3 separate regions of the Mus musculus genome follow, and all the other regions are linked to region 2. A link is a contact called in public Hi-C and promoter capture Hi-C data. All regions are on one chromosome and are shown on one strand. Each heading gives the region's core, a stretch centred on a gene start, on an enhancer-like site or on the middle of the called end of the contact. The rest is flanking DNA. Distances are from core to core; before and after follow the strand shown. Region 1 has its middle 17 kb from the start of Man1c1. Region 2 holds the start of Aunip (aurora kinase A and ninein interacting protein). Region 3 holds the start of Man1c1 (mannosidase, alpha, class 1C, member 1).

Evidence for each region. Hi-C and Micro-C count contacts between places; a contact is called where the count stands out from the background. Capture Hi-C pulls out chosen DNA fragments and counts their contacts.
Region 1: a Hi-C map of bone marrow-derived macrophages shows a contact between it and region 2, with 34 read pairs. The contact joins the enhancer-like site here to the promoter of Aunip in region 2. A contact is called at or near these places in 2 of 39 promoter capture datasets (cranial neural crest and neural stem cells), 2 of 484 Hi-C or Micro-C datasets (bone marrow-derived macrophages and uterus), 16 of 115 datasets of contacts at active chromatin or transcription factors (bone marrow-derived macrophages, effector CD8 T cells, embryonic forebrain and 9 more) and 5 of 9 other capture datasets (adipose tissue, bone marrow-derived macrophages, embryonic stem cells and 2 more).
Region 3: a promoter capture Hi-C map of liver shows a contact between it and region 2. The contact joins the promoter of Man1c1 here to the promoter of Aunip in region 2. A contact is called at or near these places in 1 of 39 promoter capture datasets (neural stem cells), 5 of 484 Hi-C or Micro-C datasets (B cells, bone marrow-derived macrophages, embryonic stem cells and 2 more), 24 of 115 datasets of contacts at active chromatin or transcription factors (a beta-TC-6 cell line, bone marrow-derived macrophages, craniofacial prominence and 15 more) and 5 of 9 other capture datasets (adipose tissue, bone marrow-derived macrophages, liver and 2 more).

Annotation. Positions count from the first base shown.
Region 1 is chr4:134,719,448-134,723,295 of GRCm38.p6, reverse strand. No RefSeq gene overlaps it. Among named protein-coding and RNA genes, the nearest start is that of Man1c1, 17 kb to the right of the region's middle. Within about 2 kb of position 2,100, at least 22 of the 459 cell types and tissues checked have an H3K27ac peak or open chromatin away from gene starts, as enhancers often do. A contact at or near this core is called in bone marrow-derived macrophages, where this site is marked.
Region 2 is chr4:134,509,514-134,513,507 of GRCm38.p6, reverse strand. It overlaps Aunip (aurora kinase A and ninein interacting protein), which reads right to left and starts at 2,509. Exons shown (of 3, transcript NM_001081099.1): 1 at 2,339-2,509. The coding sequence starts at 2,416. It overlaps Paqr7 (progestin and adipoQ receptor family member VII), which reads right to left. Exons shown (of 2, transcript NM_027995.3): 2 at 3,271-3,994.
Region 3 is chr4:134,702,606-134,706,663 of GRCm38.p6, reverse strand. It overlaps Man1c1 (mannosidase, alpha, class 1C, member 1), which reads left to right and starts at 2,374. Exons shown (of 12, transcript NM_207237.3): 1 at 2,374-3,719. The coding sequence starts at 3,195.

The sequences.
Region 1 (3,848 bases), core at 851-3,350, 210 kb before region 2:
ATCTGGGCTCTATTTCAGGGGTATAGTCTATCAGAATGGGAAGTCATGGGGTCCAGAGCTTGAGGCAGCTGGCCACATTGAGTCCACAGTCAGGAGATAGAGAACAACAATTGCTTATGCGAACTCACTTTCTCCTTTTTGGACAGTCCAGGATCTGAGCCCAGGGAATGATGCCGCCAACAGTGGGCAGATCTTCCTGCCTCAATTAACAAATTCTAGAAGCTCTGAATACTGGCTGTATGCTCTTGGACAAACTGCTTACTCTCTCTGGATCCTCCAGTTTCCTTAACTATCATAGAATAGGTATGTAAAATAATTGGAAGGTCAGAGAAGACACTTGGGCTGGGATATGAAGAAAGAGAGAAGGAAAGAGGGAAGAGAACTATAGGCAGAGGGAGCAGTATGTGCAAAGGCCCTGCAGCAGCAAGAAGCAGAGTTGGGGTCAGAAAGGCATCCCAGGATTGTGGTGCCTTGGAGCTCAGCTGCTCAGCATCCCCCCATTTGCCTTCCCACCAGAGGGACTAAAAGTGAGGTGGCTCTGACCTGAGGGGACAGACTTGGTTTAGGCTCTGCTACAATATTGACTGTCTTCCAAAGGTCCATGTATGGAAGGGCTGGCCCTCGGGGTAGCACCGTTGGGAGGAGGTGCCTACTGAGAGAGCACAGTGCTCTCTCAGGGCTAAGTTTAGCTACTAGCACCCATGCCAGGCAGTCTACAATATCCCATAACCCCAGCTCCCGGGGATCCGAGGACCTCTCCTGGGCCCTAGGGGCACCTGCACACACATACGCACATACCTCCTTACAGACAATATGGAAACACATAATTTAAAAACAAAATAAATCAGAAGAGGAGCAGGAAGAGGAGGAGAAAGAGGAGGAGGAGGAGGAGAAAAGCGCTGGTGAGCTGGCTCAGTGGTAATGGTGCTGGCAGAGCCTGACAACCATAGTTCAATCCCTGGGACCCCACATGGTGGAAAGAGAGAACTAATTTCACAAGTTGTCCTCTGACCTTTGACCTCTGACCTCTATGTGTGCTGTGGCATGTTTCCCCCACCCCCGCCCCGTGAGTAATACTTTTTTTTTTTTTTTTGAGACAGGGTTTCTCTGTGTAGCCCTGGCTGTCCTGGAACTCACTTGTAGACCAGGCTGGCCTCGAACTCAGAAATCCGCCTGCCTCTGCCTCCCGAGTGCTGGGATTAAAGGTGTGCGCCACCACGCCTGGCATAATATGTTTTTAAAATGTGCATGGGTGTTTGGGTTGAATGTATGCCTGGGCACCGCATGGGTGCCTGATGCCCTCAGAGGCCAGAAGAAAGTGTTGGATCCCCTAGAACTGGTTACAGATACTACAAGGATGCTGGGAATGGAATTCCTGTCCTCTGAGGCAGTAACATGTGCTTTTTTTTTTTGACTTAGTTATTTATTTTATGTATACAAGTACACTGTCTTCATGCACATCAGAAGAGGACGTCATATTCCATTACAGATGGTTCTGAGGCACCATGTTGTTGCTGGGAATTGAACACAGGACCTCTGGAAGAGCAAGCCAGTGCTCTTAACCACTGAGTTATCCCAGTAATGTTCTTTTAATTAAAAAAGAAACTGTAAGAAGAAAAAAAGGAAGGACGGAAGGGAGGGAGGGAGAAAGGAAGGAAAAAATGGAAACAGGAAGATGGCTCCGCTGTTAAATGTATTTGCTAGACAAGTCTCATGACCTGAGTTTGATCCCTAGAGCCCTCTGGGGAAGGAGAAAAAGATGCCTGAAAATTGTCCTGTGACCTCCATACCGATGGTAAGTGTGCCCTTACCAGACCTTACACGCTTGTAACCAATAGAACAAATTAAAATAGAAGTCCTGTTTTGTAGGAATTTCAGGTCCATTCCGAGTGATTTGTGTACAGCCCTCACAGTGCCGTGGGTGTAGTTACAGTTACACAGTGGGTGTAGTTATAGTTACACAGTGGGTGTAGTTATAGTTAAAATGATCTGTTGCTTATTTGAAACTAAAACTTAACCAGACGCTGCAGTGCTTTTTACTGGTTAAGTCTGACAGCAGCAGCTGACTCGTCCCTGAGTCACCTCTCTTGGAGCTATTTCACTTTAGTTGGAAAGCAAGTATGGTCATCTCTCTGGGTTTTGTTCTCTGGCATGGTGGCCAGGGCCTTTGGTGGAGGTGGCCATCTGGGATGAGATGGGAGTGGCCTCCGTCTCCACTGACCGCCCTCCCAAGGCTTGGGGACTCAGGTTATAGGTCAGACCCTTCGTCTTTTCAAGCTAGTGTCTTCAGGTGTTTGGGGAAGCAGATGTGTCTTGGGTTGTAAACAGAATGATGGGAGCCTAAACATCTGTTTCTATATAGGAGCTGGGGGTCCTAGGAATATGCTCATCACTTCCTTGGGCATGCTCAGTTGACTGCCAGCGATGGAAGGTGGTCTGATGTAGGAGGGTGTGGCGATCCTGGGCTGGCCAAAGCTCTCCCTGAGCTTCTCCAAGCCAGGAAGGACTGGAGGGAAGGGTATGGGGCAGAGCTCATCTGCCTGCACAGACAAAGGGTGGCAGAGAAGGGCCGGGGAAGAGGCAGGACAGGGTTAAGTGGCTGCAGCCAAGGCCCACGTGCTTATGGGTTGTCCCAGACCTCCAGCACCTGGCCTGCATGCATCTCCCCTCTCAGTCCCATCTTGCCATATCAGGCTTTCTTCCAGGGCCTGCAGAAGTCACCTCCTGTGGGCACCCCTTTGGCAATGCTCCTGTGTCCACTCCACCCTGCCCATGGGACTGGTCACAACACTGGGTACAGAGTGGATTATGCATGCCTACTGAGGGCTGGCCACTCTCACACCTGTCCCTCAGACCCCGACAACCTACAGTATCCATCCAGAGCTGCAAAGCCAGGCAAAGGGGTGGGGGAGAACACCCACCCCAGTTCTGCTGCTCACTGAGGTCTCGCGGTCGTCACTGGGCCTTTGCTGGAGCGGCAACACAATTCGGTTATTTCCAGCTCTCCTCGTTAGCGGTTCCGGACCTTTGGAGCTTCCACCGATTCTCCTGGGTCTGCTTCCTTCCTTTCCAAATTTCATTAATGTTATCTCCACTGTGCTAATTATTCTTATGGTTTTATGTTCCTAAAAATAGCCCCTTGTCTCGGTGAGAATGGAGTGTCAGGATGGAGCAGATATATACACGTCCAATCTATCTTAGTTTACCAGAACCCACGTTCAGCCTAATTTAATCTTCACACCAGTCCCAAGGCCAAGAACACACTGCGGGGAGAGAACATAGTCTCTTCAACAAATGGGAAAAGTGGATAGCCCCAGGCAGGGCCATCAAATCCGACTCCTGTCTCACACCAAAATGGGCTCAAAATGGATGAAAGATGCCAGCATAAGGCCTGTAGCTAAGAAAGTACTAGATGGGGGAAAAAAAAACCCAAAAAACAAAAAACCAAAACCAGACAGGGTTAGCAAAGAACAGACAGCCCCAGGACATTTGCGAGGGCGATATTTGGGGAGGTATGATCCAAAACACCCAGGGACGGGAGAGAGATAGGTTCCTGGACTGCTCTGTGCAGCCGAGAGAACAATCAGCAGAGTGAAGAGACAGCCACCGCCCAGACGGTGCTGACACACGCTGATAAGTCCAGTCCTGGGAAGCAGAGGTGTTTTGGATCCTCTGCTCTGTTTGGTGGGTTTGTGAGTTCGTGGCCAGCTTTGCCCAGAAAATGAGTTTCAGGACAGTCAGGGCTACACAGAGAAGGGGCTTTGTATACACAATATGTAAGGATCACACCTCCCCAGCAAGAGAGCAAATAGTGTAATTAAAAACTGCATTAAGTCCCCAGGTGTGGT
Region 2 (3,994 bases), core at 1,260-3,759:
CATGAAGGCAACTCTAGGAAAACCCGATTCACGAGGCAAGAATTAAAAACCCAAGCTTCAGGCTGGAGCCATGGCTCAGTGGTTAAGAAAGCTTGCTGCCCATATAGAGGAGCCAAGTTCAGTTCCCAGTGTGGGACCCCGACTTAGAGCGTTTCTCCCTGGAAGGTAAAGCCCCTAAATGTTCCCCAAGCTTGTTTTCCCTGATCTCTAAAAACACAGCCAGAAAGAAGCTCTTTGTTCTCTATAGCCAGCAAAAAGCCTTTTTGTTTCTATACTTTACAACCAGAGATGCCTGCCTTCCTGTGCGGAGGACTCGGGAGATAAAAATTCAGAAAGAACTCACTCCCCACTCCTGCCTTGTAAATTTCACCAAGGACACCCGGAAGAGAAGAACTCCTCCCAACTCCTCCCAACTCCTCCCAACTCCTCAGCTAGTTGTTAAAAGCCCCCTGCTGTCCGCTCCGGTGCCCTGCACAGCGTTGGGACTTCGTCCTCAGCTAGCTGATGATAAAACCTCTTGCGGTTTGCCTCGGGTGTGGTTTTCTCTCGGTCACTGGGGTGCTGGCCAGCTCATCCCGGGACTTGAGCGGAGGTCCAGCATGGGGGTCTTACACCAGTGCTCGTATCACACAGCTCACAAGTGCGTGCAACTACTGCCCCCTCCAAAGTCACCGACACAGACATCCGTGGGGACAGGGTAGGTGGGGACAGCCTGGAGAGACAGCTTAGTGGTTAAGAGCGCACAGGACTCTTCCTGAGGACCCGAGTTCGATTCCCAGCACCATATCAGGTGGCTTACCACTACCTGTAACCCCAGCTTCAGGGAGGGTCTCTCACACCTCTGACCTCCGTGGGCACCTGTACTCCTGTACATATCACACACACACAATGATATCATTAAAATAATTTAAAAAACCTAAATATACACAAATTGCCAGTGTATAGCATGCAACTATTTGTAAATAGGAAAAAGATGCATTTGTGTGTGTGTGTGTGTGTGTGTGTTAATTACAGGCAAAGCCAGGAGTATATCTCACAGACTATATGTTTACATTTCAGAACACATCGATTTATTACCTATTCCGAAAATGTTCTTTTTTTTGGTTTGGTTTTTTTGTTTGTTTGTTTGTTTGTTTGTTTGTTTTTGTTGTTCTCGAGACAGGGTTTCTCTGTATAGCTCTGGCTGTCCTGGAACTCACTTTGTAGACCAGGCTGACCTCAAACTCAGAAATCTGCCTGCCTCTGCCTCCCGAGTGCTGGGATTAAAGGCGTGCGACACCACGCCCGGCTCCAAAAATGTTAAGAGGAAAAAAATGTGAAAGTTTGTTACCCTCAAAAAATTACTTCAGCCAGGCAATGGTGGCCTTTAATCTCAGCACTTGGGAAGCAGAAGCAGGTGGCTCTCTGAGCTCAGGGACAGCCAGGACTACACAGAGAAACGCTGTCCCCGGGGAAGAAAATGACTTCGGTTGTAAGATGACTTTAAGAATCCTCAATTTTTCAGTCGGGTGTGGTTGCACACGCTGATCGTAGCACTAGGGAAGCAAAGAGGTGGATCTCTGAGCTCAAGGCCAGCCAGCTCTACACAGTGAGTTCCAGAATAGCCAGTTACATAACAGAAAAAAAACCCTGGCTCAAAACAAAACAAAAACCAAGAATCTCCAATTTTTCATCAGCAAAAAATGGTTAACAGCTGCTCTTTAGACTGCTAATCATACTATTTAAATCTCAGATCTCCACCTGTTCCATTCAATCTGCTTTAATAGTCTCAAATCAACAGCAATCTTTCTAAACTCCAAAAGTCACATTTCTCTTGAAACTACTTATGGGGACATATCATGTTCTGCCTAGGTAATTGGACTGATACTAGCATATAGCTGGACCAAACAAGGTAATATTACTTAAAACCCTAAACACAACGGCCAGCATAAGATGCTAAACAAGCAATTGTCTAACACTTGTTGGTAATAAGCGAACTGGGGGAACCTGGATTACTCAACCCTCTTTCACTAGTGAAAAAAAAAAAGATTAATGACACAGCCAACGCATATTAAACGCCCAATTAGTCTCCAGCACCCCAGGGATGCTCATTTAATGTTGGGCCAGATCCCCGATCTGATCTGCATTTTCCATGTTGCTGGTTCTGGCAAACTGGGTAGACCGCACCCTGTAGGTGACCAGTCGTGGAGCCCTTCCCAGCATGCCACAGGACGCCTGAGGCGCCAGTTCAAAGGCCTCACGCTGCCAGTCGCCCCGAATCCCGTCCTCCCTTTATGCCGACCCCCTCCCTTCAGGCGTCCCCCAAAGCCCGCGTATCGCCTCAATATTGGCGTCCCACCTGCATCTTCCGCCTCTTCAGCGCCGCCGCGTCCAACCACACACCACACGCCTCCTCCTCGGGCCCTCTATGCCTCATGGCGGCCGCGCACCGCGCACCACTGCAGCCGGCGTTAGCGCCAACCCGCGTTCAGATCTCCCGCCACTGCAGGAGGCAGGGCTCTGCCCGGCCGTAATGACGTAAGCCCCGCCCCTAACCACGCCCAGTGCGCTAAGGAAGCCGGGCGGTTCCCGGGAGCTCTTCCTGCTTTGCTCTTCATTCCTGTGTGGACTCTGCACCCTCTGCATGTGTAGGTCACTACCAAGTTTGGTTTGGCAGGACTGCACTTTTTTTCAGAAATATATATATGAATACATATTATAATATGTAATATGTATCCACATATATAATATGTACTCATATAATTTGTGACTATACTATATAAGTATTATAGAATACATGATAAAATAAAATACATGCATATACTCTATAAGTGAGTGTATATTAATATATTGTGTTGATATATTTATGTAAATATATTTATGCATAATTTTTAAGAATTATGTTGGGGGGTGTCTGTAGGCATGCGCGCATGAGCATAGGTGTAAATGGAGGACAGAAGAGTAGGATTCCGAGGATGGAGCTAGAGTATAGGCTCTTCTGAGTCACCATATAGGAGCTAGGAATCAAATCAGGGTCCTCTGCAAGAGCAACCAGTGCTCTTAACCGCTGAGCCATCTCTCCAGTCTCAGACTGCACAGTTTTACTCCAGAGCCTCCCCTCCTGGAGCAGTGGAGCCAGGTTCTAGACCCCACTCTAAACCCTTTTGTCCCTGGCTGACCCAGTGGTTGGTTACCCGACACTAGGGGTTGCCACTAATTGGCATGTAAGAGTAACTGAGCCAATACATGGAAGATCTTTGAAAACATGAAATAAAAAATCGAATCAAGGAATTGGGTGGTGGAACCACAGGCCTTTAATCCCAGCAGAGGCAGGTGGATTTCTGTGAGTTACAAAACAAACCTGGTGTACAGAGCAAGTTCCAGGACAGAGAAACACTGTTTCAAAAAAAAAAACAAAAGAAACAAAATTGGAATCCAGGGATGAGGCTGTAACTTCATTTGTTAGAGTGCTTGTCTAGCAGGCATGGGAGGCTTAAATGCAAACACTTGAGAGACAGAGGCAGGCAGATCTCTGTCAGTTCAAAGCAGAACTAAAAGAAAGTTTGTAATTATTATTTAGAGTTACAGGAGATTGTGAGCCACCCAATATGTGTGCTGGAAATCAAACTCAGATCTCCTGGAAGGGCAGGACACACTCTTAACCAGTGAGCCCTCTCTCCAGCCCTGGGTGAATATTTCTTGTAACTTTTCGTATGTCTGGTTTTATATAAATTTTATATATGAATTTCATATGTATTACACGAAAACCCTTAGAATATATTATAAGTGGCGGGACATGTCCTATCTGTTTCCTTATTCATCTGCAGTTCTGGGGACTGAATGAAGTGTCTCATGCAAGGCTCTTCATGAGCAGTTCCCAGTCCTTTCTTTACTTCCAGACAGAATCTCTCTGTTTCCCAGGCTGGCAATCTGGCCGATCTTTAATCCCTCAAAATGCCAGATAGGAATATAATTACACACATGCGCACACACACACACACACACACACACACAC
Region 3 (4,058 bases), core at 1,125-3,624, 190 kb before region 2:
TTCTTTTCTTTTCTTTTCTTTTCTTTTCTTTTCTTTTCTTTTCTTTTCTTTTCTCTTCTCTTCTCTTTTTTTCTTTTCTTAAGATTCATTTATTTTATTTATATGAATACACTGTAGCTGTGTAAAGACACACCAGAAGAGGGCTTTGGATCCCATTACAGATGGTTGTGAGCCACCATGTGGTTGCTGGGAATTGAACTCAGGAGCTCTGGAAGAGCAGTCAGTGCTCTTAACTGCTGAGCCATCTCTCCAGCCCGACTTCTTGTTTCTATCTCCTCCAATGACCCCTCCCTCCCTGCCCAACACACACACACACACACACACACACACACACACACACACACACACATTCACACATTCACACATTCACATATACTCAAACACTCACACACATCCACACTCACACACATTCACACATACTCAAACACACACATCCACACTCACACACGTTTACACATACTCAAACACACACACACACACACACACACATACTCACTCACACATACACATTCACACATACTCAAACACTCACACTCATACACACACATACTTAAACACACACACTCAAACACACACACTCATACACATTCACACATACACACACACACACACACACACACACACACTCACTCACACACTCCGTCTCTGTCTCCGTGCCCCCCAACCCCCTCAGTGCAGACAAGCTGACATTAAAGGCTAGGTCCCTACCTCCTTCCCCAAGTATATGCCAGGACTCTCCTGTAGGATCCACTGAGAAGCTTGGACAAGGGAGACGTGCAGGAGACCAGGCTAGGCCTCTGGGCTACTGCATTAAGGAGCACACACATGCTTATCTCATGCACGAGCTAACTCCAGGGAACTGACTCCTGCCAGCCAAACTCATAAGAGACTGAAACATTTGAAGTAGAAATTTACATATAAGCTAGGTGTATTGGGAGAAATTATTCATCTCCGGTGACCAAAATATTTGCACCTGTTAGCGACAGTAGTCTTTTATCTTTTATTTTCAGCAGAGAGAAATTTATATGCCAGGGGTATTTAAATGTCAGGAGTGGGCGTGCTGGCAATGGTTTGGCCAGGGTTAGAAGCAAGCCTCAGTAGCCCATTTGCAGAAAGCCTCAGGGAAGAAGAAAGATTTATGAGGTGAGAGCCTGCCTGGGCTGCCTCCTCTCCGGGAAAGGCGTCCCTGCAGTATTTTCTGTCTTTCAAATTGCAGCTGAAAGCAGATATTTTCCCCCTTGCCTATTATACCTCTTAATTTGTCTCTCCCTATGCTGTTGTCTCTATAAAGAGTTTTGCATGAGAGACCCACACAGCAGTGTTATTTTGGCCCCCGGTGTGAGGTTTAACAGCAAGGGAAGGACTAAAGTCCACGGATGCATGTGTCTTGGGGCAGGGGCACACGGTGTCTGATAACACATGCCGGTGTATGTGTGGGCTTGTGGAGGTGGCTTGGGTATGCCTGTGCACGTCAATGTTTTGCTTATATAGACCTGTCTAGATACACTTTGGCATAATTGCTAGGGTGTCCGTGCTGAAATTAAGTGTATATTTGCATGTAAGCACACACCCACAAGGTAGCCTCTGTATGCATAAAAATGCAAATGTTCACATACATGCATATCCTATGTATGACCCGTGCATATGTCCAGGTCCCCGCCTCTCTCTCTGTCTGTCCCTCTCTCTTCTTGCTTCTCATGTTAGCATCCCTCGCCAACCCCACCCAAGGGCCTTGGCCACATTTTTGGTGGCGGTTTGCGAGGAACCCTGGAAATACTGATTCAGCCAGACATAACCACAGCCACAGCTCTCGGGTTTGGTCCAGCCATCCCCATCCCCCCCAGAGCGAAGCAGCTGTACTACCGCGGCTGGTCTGAGCTCTGGGCATCCCTGGCTACCAGCAACCTGGCAATCCCCGGCTGGTGCTGAGAAGTGACAGGGTCGCCCAACGATGGGCAGCGCCTTACAGAACAACCTGGTCTCCTGGCCCTTCCGGGGGGAGACCGAAACACAGAGCGGCGCTAGGCGGAGGTGGGCGGTGGAGGGGGCGTCTCGGTCTTTCGGAGTCCAGCGAACGCTGGGCAGAAACCAATGGGTGATTGTGGCCCATCGGGGATCCCTCGGAAGCAGCCAATGACCTCTCTCCGCTCTGCACCCCGCCCTCTCCACAGCGCGCAGCTGGACCATTGGAGCTAGCAGGATGGGGGAGCGCAGCGCCAGCATTTGGAGCGGGGGGCGTGGCCCAGACTGTGACCCGCCCATCTTTCCCGGCTAGGTTCCCCATTGGCCGAACTGCGGTGCCGCGGCGGGCGGAGAGGAGGGGCGCGAGGCGCGCTGTAGGCGTGGCCTGAGGGCGTGGCTGGCGGGGGGCGGGGCAGCGGCGCTGTCGCAGTGAGAGCCGGAGCAGCGGCGGCCCGTCTGGAGCTGCGGCGGGTGAGCCTGCGCGGCTAGCGGAGCCGCGGGGCCGGGAACAGGTGATCGCAGCAGGAGACCCGCGCCCTCCCGAGTTGCGGCGCCGGAGCCAAGGCTTCCTGGCTCAGCGGCAGGCCCAGGGCTGACAGAGGCCAGCTGCAGGCTTCGCACGCGCTTCCCGGGTATCCCTCTCCCCGCGCGAGCATCTGAAGCCCCTGGGTCCCGCGCAGCCTCGGGAGCGGCAACCGCGCGCGGCGGAGCAAAGTTGTGGACGTGTCCCGACCGCCGGGCCCTGCGCCGTCACCACCGGCTGGGCTCGCGCTCTAGGAGCTGCGCTCGCCCTGCAAGCCCCGGGGGTTCCCTTTGCAAACTGCTCCAGAGGCTGAAACTTCGGGTGCCGGCGGGTCGGGGCCTGCGTCCTGCGCACCCTCCGCGAGGGCGTCGCGGACGGCATGTGACCACTCCGGCGCGGGAAGGCGCGGGAGGGCGCGGGCTCCGTGGATCAGGCGGAGGGCAGGCTGCGGCGCACGGCGGGCCCGGGCTCCAGCCGAGCAGCCCCCCTCGCCCGGGCCCCGCCGAGGCCGCCGCGCCCCCGCCCCCGCGCGGGAGGACTCGCTCCAAACTCCCTGAACTTCGGGCGGGTCCCGAAGCGGCGGCCTCGAGGTGCGCAGCCTTGCTCGGGGACCCCAGCCACTTCACTCTTGCTCCCCACCCTTGAGGACTCTGAGGACTCCCGGGGCCCCGGGCGGAGCTGACAGCCCCCTCCTGCTGGCCGCGCCGCGATGCTGGTGAGGAAAGTGCCGGGTTTCGTCCCGGCCTCGCCGTGGGGGCTGCGGCTGCCGCAGAAGTTCCTTTTCCTGCTCTTCCTCTCGGGCCTCGTCACCCTGTGCTTTGGCGCCCTGTTCCTTCTGCCCCATTCCTCTCGCCTCAAGCGCCTCTTCTCGGCCTCGCGGACCCAACAGCCCGGCCTGGAGGTGATGGCCGAAATCGCCGGTCACCACTCGGTGTCAGAGCAGGAGCCGCCTCCCAACCCTGCCCCTGCGGCTCCGGCCCCGGGTGAGGACGATCCCAGCCGCCTGGTCGGTGTTCTCCGTAGGAAAGGGTGGCTGCGGCGAACCCGCCCCACCGGGCCCCGGGAGGAAGGCAACAGGGTTGCAGCCCTCAGGCCGCAGGAAGAGAGCGTCCGGTTCACTTTCGACTACAATGGTTTCCGCAGCCGCCTTCGACACCCGGTCTTGGGGACAAGGACTGATGAGAGTAAGGAGTCCCAGAGTCTGGTGCGAGCTCAGCGAGAGAAAATCAAAGAGGTAAGCACCCCCCCCCCCAACACACACCTCCCGCCAAGACTTCTAGCTGCAAGCGATTCCCCACCTTCTTGGCCTCTCCTGGCTCCTGGTCTGCCCAAGACCCTTCAGGCAGGCCGCAGCACCGCCCCTCAATCCGAAGTTACTCTCTTTGCTTGGTGCCTACTTTAGGATAACTAGGTTAGTTCATGGCTCCTACCAACCTCCAGGTGGATTCCCCCCCCCCCCACCACCCCCGTCCCCTTTAAGTTCCTAGCCCTGGTGGGCTCCAGGCTTTCCCTGATGGGTTGCTAGTAGGAGTGGATTTTAGGTCCTTAGTTTTCGTTTGTACAGGAGGGAGCC